Linked DNA regions of Mus musculus: regions 2, 3 and 4 are each linked to region 1. Evidence: chromatin contacts called from public Hi-C data. All regions are on one chromosome and are shown on one strand. The core of a region is the stretch at or near the end of the contact, and the rest is flanking DNA. Distances in the headings are between cores, read along the strand shown. Region 1 overlaps LOC105244755 (a long non-coding RNA gene). Region 2 overlaps Tbc1d1 (TBC1 domain family, member 1). Region 3 overlaps Gm43837 (a long non-coding RNA gene). Region 4 has its middle 20 kb from the start of Gm31363.

Region 1 (2,550 bases), core at 34-2,533:
AGCTGGGGCCATCTTCCAGGTGGAAGGAGACACTGGTCTCCCAAAGACAGTCCTTTGATCTCCATCTGCATACCTGGCATATTCAAGCCCCCTCCCCAGCACACACACACACACACACACACACACATACACAGTGGGGAGGGTGGGTTTAAATCTTGACTACCAGAACATTCTGTCTATCCTATATATCTATCACTTGACCTATGATATAAATTTCTACCAAACAGGACTTTATTCATCTTTGAGCACAGCACCTAGCATAGTAGACGAGCACAAAAACACTCAATAAATGTTGAAGTGATGCACAGACGGAAGAAGAAATGACATGCTTCTGCTTGCAGAAGCCGGGACTCCTCCCCACAGTTCTCTCTGGCCTGATCTCCCTGTGATGCCTCCAAATTCCTCCTGAGCCTTGCAGGAAGAAGCCCAGAGCCTGGGCCACACAAATTGGCTTCTCTTCACCCAGAACAGTGCATGAGTTAACCATGTTAGCCCAAATGTTGCTCTCATTTTCTTCTCCAGATCTGGGTGAAACTGGCTTGCTGCCAGTGACCACGAGGAAAAACAAAAAACAAAAAAAGGATACCACCCCAGACCAACTTGTAGGGGTCAGTCCCCACCCTGCTCTGCTCAGAGGGCCCAGGGGAAGAAGGCTGCGTACCTTTGCCTCTTTCCAGCCTAGAATTCCACTCAGCAGGAAATCTTGCCAGCCCTCCGGCCCTCCCAGAGACTTCAAGTCTGGAAAATCCTTACAGCAAGCCACCATCCCCTCTTGCGCAGATCACCGGATCGTGTTTCTCGGCTCCCACCTTTGCCCTTAGGATTTATTTTTAAAGCAGTGGCCAGAATGTTTGTCTCACTTCTAAAGACATTCTAGAGGCTTCCCACCTCACCCACAAGGAAATTCAGACTTTGCAGTGACCCACAAGGCCCCCAGGTCTGCAGCAATGGGTTCCCATCAACTATATTTCCCGCCCCTGTCCCTTCACCCCACCCACCTTGTCTAGAGCAGCCTTCAGTGGGAAGCAAGACATGCTCCCCCTGGAGCCCCGTTTTCCTGAGAGACGCCACCAGCTGCCTCCTGGGTGTCCCTAATGTTTCTTTTTATTATGCATCAACTGCCGATACATTACATCACTTGCTCGTTTCAGTGTCTGCTTTCCTCCAACACAGATTACACATTCTGAGAAAGTGAAAGCCCATTCACTCTGTCCACTACTCAGTACAGGGTCTGGAATGGGACAAGCACCCATCAAGCACTAATGTGTTTTTGTAGAGCCAGAGGGTTGTAGGAGTTTGGAGGGATAAGAAATATCGATCAAAACGAGTCACGGAGCAGGCAGGGACGTGGCTCATGAACAAAGTGTTTGCTGTGTGTGCAAAGCTGGAAAACTGGGTTTCAGCTCCTCAGAACCCAGGTCAATGCAGATGGGCATGGGGGCCTGCCTAAGTATGATCTTAGCGTTTGGAAAGGGGAGAAAGGAACTTCGGGGCAAGCTTGCTAACTAGACTAGCCGTTTCAGCGAGCTCTGGGTTCAACTGTGAGACCCTCAGTGAATAAGGAGAAGAACAATGGAGATATCAATGCACGCACACACACACACACACACACACACACACAAAGTGATTAACAACTAGCCCCAACCTATGAGAGCACAGCACAGAGTAGGTGCTACTGGGAGGCACACAAGTAGTCCTAAGTGCAGGAAAGCAATCAGACCAACCAAATAACTGACTGTATTACTATCACCATCTCTGCACGTGCTATGGTACCTTATTTTCAAGTTTTACTATGGATTTATTTGCTAGAGCAAATTCAGATGTGAGCATCCAAACCCACATACGCTTCCTGCTCTCTTCCAAGTGGGAGGATTTCTTGCGGCCAGATCTGGTCTTACCATACAGCAAGTTTCCAGGATGTTGGAGTGACACCACCCACCCCTCTTCCACTCACACACCCTCAGAAGCCCACCCCCACCCCCACCGGAGTCCAGGAGAACATAAACTTATACAATTTACAATTCATTGACCTCTGAAAAACCGAGTCACGCCCCCCGAAAGAGAGCAGAGCACAAAAGCTTTCCCAAGCGGGATTCTTTGTTGACACTGGTCTCTGGTTACACCCCAGGCATGAAAAGGGAGGAAATTCTTCAAAGGCAGTGCTCCCCTACTTTTGTGTGTCTCTAGCAGGACCCCTTCCCCCCACTCTGTCCTCCCAGGAGGGAGGCACTGTCAGTTCAAAAGCCTCTGCAGAGGGAGGCACTTTCAGGTTACACCCTATATATAGCTAAAATACTTATAGGGCCTGTCTCGCGTTACTTGGCAAAGGTTTAAAGCCTTAAACAATTCCTGTCAAGTGTGCTGTGTTATGAGGCCTCTTTCCTGTCCAAAACCCTTCTCTGGCCCAGGCCCTGGGAGTCACCTTTCTTCTTCCGGCCACTCCTGGCTTGTCCTCTTTAAGCCTGCAAGAAACAGTCCTGTCACCCCCACCCCCACCCCCACCCCCACCCCCACCCCCGGGCCCAGGTCTGCCCTGGGCTGCAGGGCTAA
Region 2 (2,550 bases), core at 15-2,514, 450 kb before region 1:
GTGCACTGGAGAACAGTGATACCGAGTAAGCGGGTAAACATGGACCTGGGAAAGCAGCGGTCTACTGGCATCCTCTGCAGGCAGGCTTTGCCCAGTGCTGTGTTCCAGAGATGCACTGTCTACACAAGTCTGCTTTCCTTGTCGAGGGCTCTCTCCTCATTGTCAGGACAGCAGAGGATGCTGGAAACCAGCTCTTAACTAGCTAGTCTGTGCTGCGTGCCCTTTAGTTTCTTTTCTCAGCGTACCATATGAAGGAGAACTCTTTGTCATTATGAAATAATTTTTAGGCAGCTCTCCACTTGGAACAGAGAGAATCTTTTTGTTCTGTTTGTGCCAGGGAACAGTTTTAGCCTTCATTTAGTTCTTTTCATTTAAGTATTTCATATCACAGTGTGCATTTTACCAACAATAGATGCCTTCAGATTTTGACATGTTTTGAAAAGGGGAAGGAAACTCTTTTTGGCATAAATAAGAGTGATTTATTGACTTGAAGCCCTTTATGTGAGTATATAGTCCAGTAAAGCCAAGGCTGAGAGTTTTGTTTTGTTTTGTTTTGGCTTATGAGTACAGCTGGGTCGGCCTAAACCCTGAAGAACTTTAGGTTAGATAGCACATGAACCAAGAAGTAAACGTTTAAGGCCAGACTAAAGCGCGTAAGGGATCTTCGGTGTGACTTCTGTGTTACTGTGCAAAAGGTGGGAAGCACTTAGTGGCTGATTTGTTTTCAAAAATTGATTTACCTCGGGGAGATTTTAATGGCTAACATAAGTGAAATAATGCAAACGCCGTCTCCATCTCTGCATTTTCTCTTGATCAGGAGTGCTTGTCTTTCACTGGGCACGGGGACTTCATTGTTGAGACTGGGTCAGCCAGGCTGCCCCTGAGCTCACTGTATAGCTGATGCTGCCCTTGAACTCTCGAATCTCCCTCCACTTCTGAGTGCCGGGGTGCCACAGGTGTGCCCCCGTGCCTGATTTTTGGTGGTGGTGGTTTTTGGTGCTGGTAGCTTGTCTTTCTGGCTTTTGTGTTGTGTGTTGTTTAGTGCGGAGGTTGGACTAAGGGCTGCATGCCTGCGGGGCAAGTACTCAACCATATGGACTTTATCCCTGGTCTTCTGGGGAGATTCTTAAGTACCCAGGCTGTCCTCTCACAGGCCAGACTCATGTGAGTTCTCCAAAACTGGGATTGCTGCCACATCAAGACCAGGCAACCTCGGGTGACTGGAGAGCCTGTCACCACTTGGTGGCAGTGTTTCTCCCTGGTCTTGGTGGCTCTGCTCTCCCATCCCCAAGAAAGAGCTTGCTTTCTTCCCCAGTACTGTTGTGTTTGAGTTAAGATAGTTGTCCTTCTGCCCACTTGTAACTTATTTGAATAGGGAGTTGTGGGTTCTGTAGGACTTTATGGGACTAGTCTCCCTTTCTTCAGGGTTTTATGGCAACGGCAGAAGCAGGTAGTGTCCAGTTGACAGATGTGATTATTTTTAATTTCTCCTCTTTGAGATGGGTCTGGCTCTGTAGTGCTACTTGGCAGCCTGTGCCCTAGCCTCACAGATACTGGAGTTCCAGGCATGTGCCACCTCCCCTGGCAAGATTGGTTTTCCTTCAGTTTTATTTAACTTTGCTTTTCGGTGGTGAATAAAGATCTGTCTTGAGATGGAGTTTTCAAACCAAGGATTTGATTGTTCATGTGAAGTTTTTGGTTTTTTGGTTTTGTTTTGTTTTTTCTTCTGTTTTGTGTTTGTTTTTGTATGTGTTGTCTTTGGCATATCATCCTAGAAGCCACTGTGACTGGCCTTGGCTGGCTGCTCCTGCCTGCACTTGTTAACACTGCTAAGGCAGCCCTGTCAGCTTTTCCTGATGCACCTCTGGAATTCAGACAGCAAGTTCGACCACTTCTGCTTGCTAGCAAGGCTCGAGGAGTAGAGCTGAGGCTTCTATACTGCAGTGTGGGAGCTGGGGGTCCTGGGAGTCAGGTGACCAGGACTTGATTGCAGCATCCAGCTGCCAGGGACTTCCTCCTTAGGGTCAAGTGACTGCTCAGAGCATGCCCCCAGGACAAAGTCCAAAGTGGACGTTTTGATTTGTCATTCTCATTTTAAATTTTGTGGCGAGGACAGGGTCTCACATAGTTCATACTGGTCTTGAACTTTGTGTAGCTAAGGCTGTCCTTGAACTCCCAATCCTGTGAGTACTGGAATTACAGATGTGATTTTCTTCTCTAGCTTAATTTGTTACCATTCAAGGTTTCAATAAGCTGTTGAGTTTAAATAAGACAATGGCAAGAAGTTTACAGTGTTTTCAGGGGAATCAAATCTGTGGACTTAGTGCAGTCTGGTCTGAGTATGACCAGCACAGAGGCTCCATGTCCTGTAGGTACTGTTCTGTACCCCCAGCTTTCCCTCCCGTGAATGTCTGCTGACAGTTCCTACTGCACCAGCCTGCTGGCCCCGAAGCTCTACACCCTCTAGCGTCCCTAGGTACAGGGATGGCCCCGAAGGGGAGGGCAGCATGAGCTCTGGGAAGGGATTCTTTCCTTGGAAAACACAGTTTA
Region 3 (2,550 bases), core at 30-2,529, 350 kb before region 1:
TGCTCAGAGGCTCTCTCTGCCACAGCTCTAAATCTGAGCCATCTCTCAACTCATCTCAAGCCATCTCAGGCAATCCTCTGTCTCCACTTCTCTATCCCAAGCCCTCGCAAATCTAAGTGTCCCGGTCCATCTCCTTTTGCCCAACCATTGACTGCTAGCATCTTTATTGATCAATCAAAAACCAATTGGGGACAAGGTCCTTCAGCATTTGGACACACAGATTCCTGATTAAATCAAAGCATTAGAACCAATCCTCAATACATCAGTCCAGACACAGGTTCAGAGACCCTGTCTAGGAGGAATAAAAAGGAGAGTAATGGGACAAGATCCCAGGTGTCCTTATCTGACTTCTGCCTACATGCATAGATAGACATGTACACATGAACATACATGTGCACATACACGACACACAGATACAAAAGCCATGTTTTTCTTTAGTCTCAAAAAACCCTGAAAAATCCCAGAGGCTGCAAGTTGCTCCTGCTTGAAATCCATGGAGATCACTAAGGCTTCTCTGAGTCAGCTAGGAGTCTGAATGAGCTCAGAAAACCAGGAGCTAACTGTGAGGAGGTGGTAGGGAGGGGGTGTCAGGGTGGGAGGGTTGCCACTAGCTTCTGCAGGGGATGGGGAAGAGGAGAGAGTGGGGAGAATGGAAGGAGGGGACCATCCAGCAGCTGGCCCAGCTGTGTGGCCTGTGCTGTCCTCCCTTTCTGGCCCTCAATTGCTCTTTGAACAGCTCTGCATTTATGGCCACTTGGACAAGCCCCGGCATTGTTTGCCTCTAGTATCTAAGGTCAGAGGCCTTAGAGGAATGGCATGGTTCTATTTCCTTAAATAGTGACTTGGGAATGAAATGAGTAAGCGTGTCTTTAATTAGCCATACCCCAGAGGCCTGCGGGGGTGGGGGGGTCTGGTAGATGGTGGGCCCCCTGCCAAGATCAGCATTGTGAGGCTGGTATTTGGTCCAGGGTGTGGGGGGGGGGGGAGGGTTCAGTGCTATGCATTATTTACCCTCCCTCCTCATCTCCTATTGTCCTATCAGCCTCAACTCCAATTCTGTCCCCATGTCAACATGAAGGATGCCCCGGAGCTGGAGAGAGGAAAGAAGGGAGCCCTTTCTGAGCAACTACCACAGCCTAGGCACTGTGCCAGACACTGGAAAGGGCAAGGTCAAAGATGGAAGGATCGTGCGGAGGTGAGCCAATGAAGGCTGAGCCCAGGCCACCTAGTCCCACAGTGGTGATGCAGTTAAAGCATAAGGGTCCCTGGCACCAGGGGAGGTTTCAGAATTGCTGTATCCCCTTTACTGCATTTTTCACACTCTGTAACCACACCACAGAGCCACCCCTGCTACAATCTCCACCCTGTTTCTTTCTGTTGCTTCCAGAACCTGCCTGGGTTCTCTTTCCTCAAAACCTCCAGGGGGCTGCTAGGCATCTCTACACTCTTTCTTTCTTCTCTCTCTGAGAGAAAATCCCTTTCCAGCCTCCCTCTGCTTACAGCTACCTTTCCTTCTGTTTCTTCAGTTCTTGTTGTCGATGTCACAGAAAAGAAAATGATCATTCAGAAAGAACAAAGGGAGGAGGCAAAGGAGCCTGCAAAGGAGATGCTGATTGGCTGAAGGTTTAAGGATGCTGCAAGTGTGGAAGCCAAAGAGGGAGAAGTGCCTGAGACCACCGCCCAGACAGGAGCCATAGCTGACTGTGGAAGGGAGACTAGGAATAGCCACAAGAAAGAAATTTCCATTCAGAAGGAATGGAACGGGCAAAAGAATTTGGGAAGAAGTTGAGTGGTTAATCTACTCAGGTTTTACCTTCTGATGTTGATGTTTCTAAGAAATTGTGATTGCAGAAAGGGTCAGAACATTTTCTGTCTTCTCAGCTACTCAGATTGGAATTTCAGAGTCCACTTGGGCTGGCAGGCTGAGACAGACAGTATCCCCAGACCATGTCCCCCATACCCCTTCCCACAACTCCCCCCCGCCCCCCCGCCCGTACCATCTTCACCTCCAAGGAATGAGGGAACACCTTGGGCAGGTCTGGGCAGGGCAGGCCTGTTTTGCCCAGGTCAGCTGTGGTCGCCTCAGGAATGAGAAAGAAAGCCTGACTATAAACAAGACTTTTTCCACGATCCCTTGATGTGCGCTCCTTATGGGAGGCACAGGACGTCCAGAGCTCTCTTCTCAGTGTTTGGCTAGGGCTTACCTGGCTTCACGCTCTTCACTCTCCTCTACCTCTTGACCTCACATGCTGATTTGTGCTTCTGGGGTCTTACATAATATGTTATCCTGGAATCATGTTTTAAATGGTGCTTTGTGAAAATGGCATTGCTGGGGCTAATGCTGCACCACAAAGTAATCCCTGGAGATGCGGAGTGTGGTCCAGGGCCAGCAGCATCAACATCTCTTGGGAACTTGTTAGAGATACAGGCCCCAGGGTCCTACCTGTGGGTGGAGTACTGCCATCAGAATTTTAACAAGCCCTATGGTGGGTCTGACTTTTGAGCATGCTCCAATTAGGAAGGAAGCTATTTAATGCCAGGAGATGGAAC
Region 4 (2,550 bases), core at 32-2,531, 310 kb before region 1:
CATCTTGATGAACCAGAATGGCCAGTTGGTGTGAGCAGGGTGGGTCCCTGCTTGCTGTTCCCAGAGCCCCAAGGCAAGAGCCTGGAGTCACATTTTATCTCCGGCTTCTGACCTGGGGTCAGGGTGCCAATAAACCAGGTTGTTTTGGCCACACCCTGTGATGTATTTGTCTGATGGGAATGTGGTTCTGAAACCAGTAGATGGTGGCCTTTGTTCAGTGGTGGCTGGAGGCTGCTTTTCTTTCTTAGAGTTGAAAGAGTTGCAGGCTGCATTCCCCCAGAGAATTAGAAAAAGAAATGTTCTGAAACAAATGATGCTCCCATGGAACACTTATTCTTTAATTCCCACCAGCCTCCACCCAGTGCTCTGTGAGTTTTGGTCCAGAAATGGCTCCTGTCTGTCCCCACCATCTCTATCAGTGCTAGGATCTGCATGGATGCTTAGAAGTGTGCTAGGCCTGCCTGCTGGTCTCCGGGTCCCCATGTCTGTCCAGTACCCTGCCTTGTCTCCTGTCCTGGTTTTCAGGAACGCTTTCCCCTGGCCTAGCATGTGTGACCCTGGAGAAGGGATTGCAAAGCCAGTCTGGATAATTCTGAGTAACTCAGTAAATGAGCTTCATTTCAGATGGAGGTGGGAGACAGCAAACATGAATCCTGCTGCAGCCCAGCCTGGTGTGGGTCCACCAGACAGGTGCCAATCAAAAGAAGGATCTTTCCAAGTCGAACCTGTTTTGGAAAATAGGTCTATTCACAGCATACAAGACAGATGCTCCAAGAAACGCTTTACTTTAATCAGGTAGTCACCTGCTCTGTTTCTCACTGTTAGTCTAATGGAAGACTGCACCTTTCTGAGTTTCAAGTCCTGCTTCTAAAAAAACTGGGCTGGCCAAAATTATTGGAAGAGCGAGGCACGGTGCTATGTGAGTGCTATGTGAGGGGACTGAGAGAATGCAGTGCAATGCGTAGGAAGGCTGCAGCCACTCTTGGATCTCTGTGGTGCCATTCAGACAGGGGTGCTGGGCCCAGACACAGAAAGGACACAGTACCCTTAGAGCCCAGTGAGAAGTCAGATAAGATCTGGCCGTTCAACTTGGGTTTGGGACGCAGAAGGCTGGAGGCACCAGACAGTGCTGCAGGAGCTCAGCCGAGGGCAGCCGGAACCTGGTTTGACTTGAATTTCTTCCTTCTGTTTTGTTATTGCTGATAGCTTTGTGTTTGCTGGCCACTGTTGGAATCATGGGTGTAACTGGGTGGGGCAGGTGAGGCCAGAGGCCAGGTGCAGCCTGGCAAAGAAGTAGAGGGAGGTGTAGGGTGTGGTGTGCAGGGCCCTGACTTCTCTAAGCAGCTATAGGGAGCTCCTTCCCGGAGGCAAGACGCCTTGTCAGGCACTGAAGCAAGGCTGGGGTGCTTGCTGCCTCTGTGACTTTCCTCCTCCTCCTGCAGCCAGGTCTAGGGAGGAACAAGTTGTCTTCAGCATGGGATAACAGCAGTTGTGGGGTTGCTGAGTACCTCTTTCTTTCCCCGTGTCCTCAGGCTGTTTCGAGCGCTCTTGCTGGCTTGCCACCTGGCTGCCATCTTGTTATCATGAACGTTTCCCACTGGTGGCTTTTACTTTGGGGTGATTCTGTAGATGAAGTACTTGTAGGACTGAAGTCTCAGAGACTTGGGATTTGGAGCCAAGCGAAGGAATGGCAGATATGGATGGCATAGGGAGAGGTCATGAACACGGGTGGGACAGGGTCCATGAACACAGCGGGTGGGGGGTGGAGTTTGCACGCATGAATGCAGGTTTGTGAACATGGATAGAATAACAGTTTGTGAATATGAACGGGATAAAGTTTGCAGTCACGGATGAGACAGAATTCATGGATGTAGAAGAGAAGGATCTCGTGGACAGAGAGATGGAGGAGTTTGCAGACATGGACCAAGTCCATGAACATGAATGGTAAGTCGTTCAAGGACATGGATATAGAGTTTCACTCATTCTCCAGTTGGATGTAGCAGCCAGCATCAGAACGAATCCACGTGGGGCCCTTACCTATCCTCCTCCTGCTGGTTGCAGGCTTTTCTCTTTCCCTAGCCCACCTCTGGCTACCTCTCTCAGTGCAACCTCTGTTGTCCCCTTAAGCCCCCAGCATCAGTGATGGAACCCAGGACTTTATGCATGCTTGGCAAATGCTCTGCCACAGAGCCACCTCCCAGGACACCTTGATATTTACTTTTTCAGGAGGTGGCAGACTAGTGTGTTAATAGAAGCCTTAGCTCCTTTGGTATCCCTAATGTTTGGTGCATGGGAGGAGCAGGGCAGGGTGCAGTCTATATTTGTTAGACTGAAGAAATAGAAAGATGACAACTGACCTTCCTCAATGTACCAGATGGTACTGGAACAGAATTTGGAGATGAGAGACTACGGGTCATATATAGTCTTCCTGGATTGGTCTTGGATTAGAGACACTGACCTAATTTATACCTTAAGACTGTGTACATGAAGGCTTGTCCTTAGAAGCAGCGTATGTTAACACAATAACAAGGGCTAGCAAGATGGGTCAGC

The links. Hi-C and Micro-C count contacts between places; a contact is called where the count stands out from the background.
Region 2: a contact with region 1 is called in a Hi-C map of uterus, with 5 times the contacts expected there. The contact joins two enhancer-like sites. A contact is called at or near these places in 1 of 484 Hi-C or Micro-C datasets (uterus), 2 of 115 datasets of contacts at active chromatin or transcription factors (astrocytes and fibro-adipogenic progenitors) and 1 of 9 other capture datasets (adipose tissue).
Region 3: a Hi-C map of the N1E-115 cell line shows a contact between it and region 1, with 6 times the contacts expected there. The contact joins two enhancer-like sites. A contact is called at or near these places in 2 of 15 datasets of contacts at CTCF or cohesin (large pre-B cells and pro-B cells), 9 of 484 Hi-C or Micro-C datasets (the N1E-115 cell line, bone marrow-derived macrophages, cumulus cells and 4 more), 5 of 115 datasets of contacts at active chromatin or transcription factors (embryonic basal ganglia and embryonic stem cells) and 1 of 9 other capture datasets (embryonic stem cells).
Region 4: a Hi-C map of uterus shows a contact between it and region 1, with 4 times the contacts expected there. The contact joins two enhancer-like sites. A contact is called at or near these places in 2 of 484 Hi-C or Micro-C datasets (bone marrow-derived macrophages and uterus) and 2 of 115 datasets of contacts at active chromatin or transcription factors (both in embryonic stem cells).

The regions. Positions count from the first base shown.
Region 1 is chr5:64,737,473-64,740,022 of GRCm38.p6, forward strand. The region is part of intron 1 of LOC105244755 (a long non-coding RNA gene); the gene reads right to left. Among named protein-coding and RNA genes, the nearest start is that of Gm26761, 39 kb to the left of the region's middle. Within about 2 kb of position 1,284, at least 28 of the 459 cell types and tissues checked have an H3K27ac peak or open chromatin away from gene starts, as enhancers often do. A contact at or near this core is called in the N1E-115 cell line, adipose tissue and uterus, where this site is marked.
Region 2 is chr5:64,288,202-64,290,751 of GRCm38.p6, forward strand. All of the region lies in intron 14 of Tbc1d1 (TBC1 domain family, member 1), which reads left to right. Among named protein-coding and RNA genes, the nearest start is that of Gm38634, 32 kb to the left of the region's middle. Within about 2 kb of position 1,265, at least 88 of the 459 cell types and tissues checked have an H3K27ac peak or open chromatin away from gene starts, as enhancers often do. A contact at or near this core is called in adipose tissue and uterus, where this site is marked.
Region 3 is chr5:64,388,687-64,391,236 of GRCm38.p6, forward strand. Gm43837 (a long non-coding RNA gene) reads left to right here. Exons shown (of 3, transcript XR_003955925.1): 3 at 1,043-1,189. Among named protein-coding and RNA genes, the nearest start is that of Gm43837, 12 kb to the left of the region's middle. Within about 2 kb of position 1,280, at least 114 of the 459 cell types and tissues checked have an H3K27ac peak or open chromatin away from gene starts, as enhancers often do. A contact at or near this core is called in the N1E-115 cell line, where this site is marked.
Region 4 is chr5:64,430,595-64,433,144 of GRCm38.p6, forward strand. No RefSeq gene overlaps it. Among named protein-coding and RNA genes, the nearest start is that of Gm31363, 20 kb to the right of the region's middle. Within about 2 kb of position 1,282, at least 43 of the 459 cell types and tissues checked have an H3K27ac peak or open chromatin away from gene starts, as enhancers often do. A contact at or near this core is called in uterus, where this site is marked.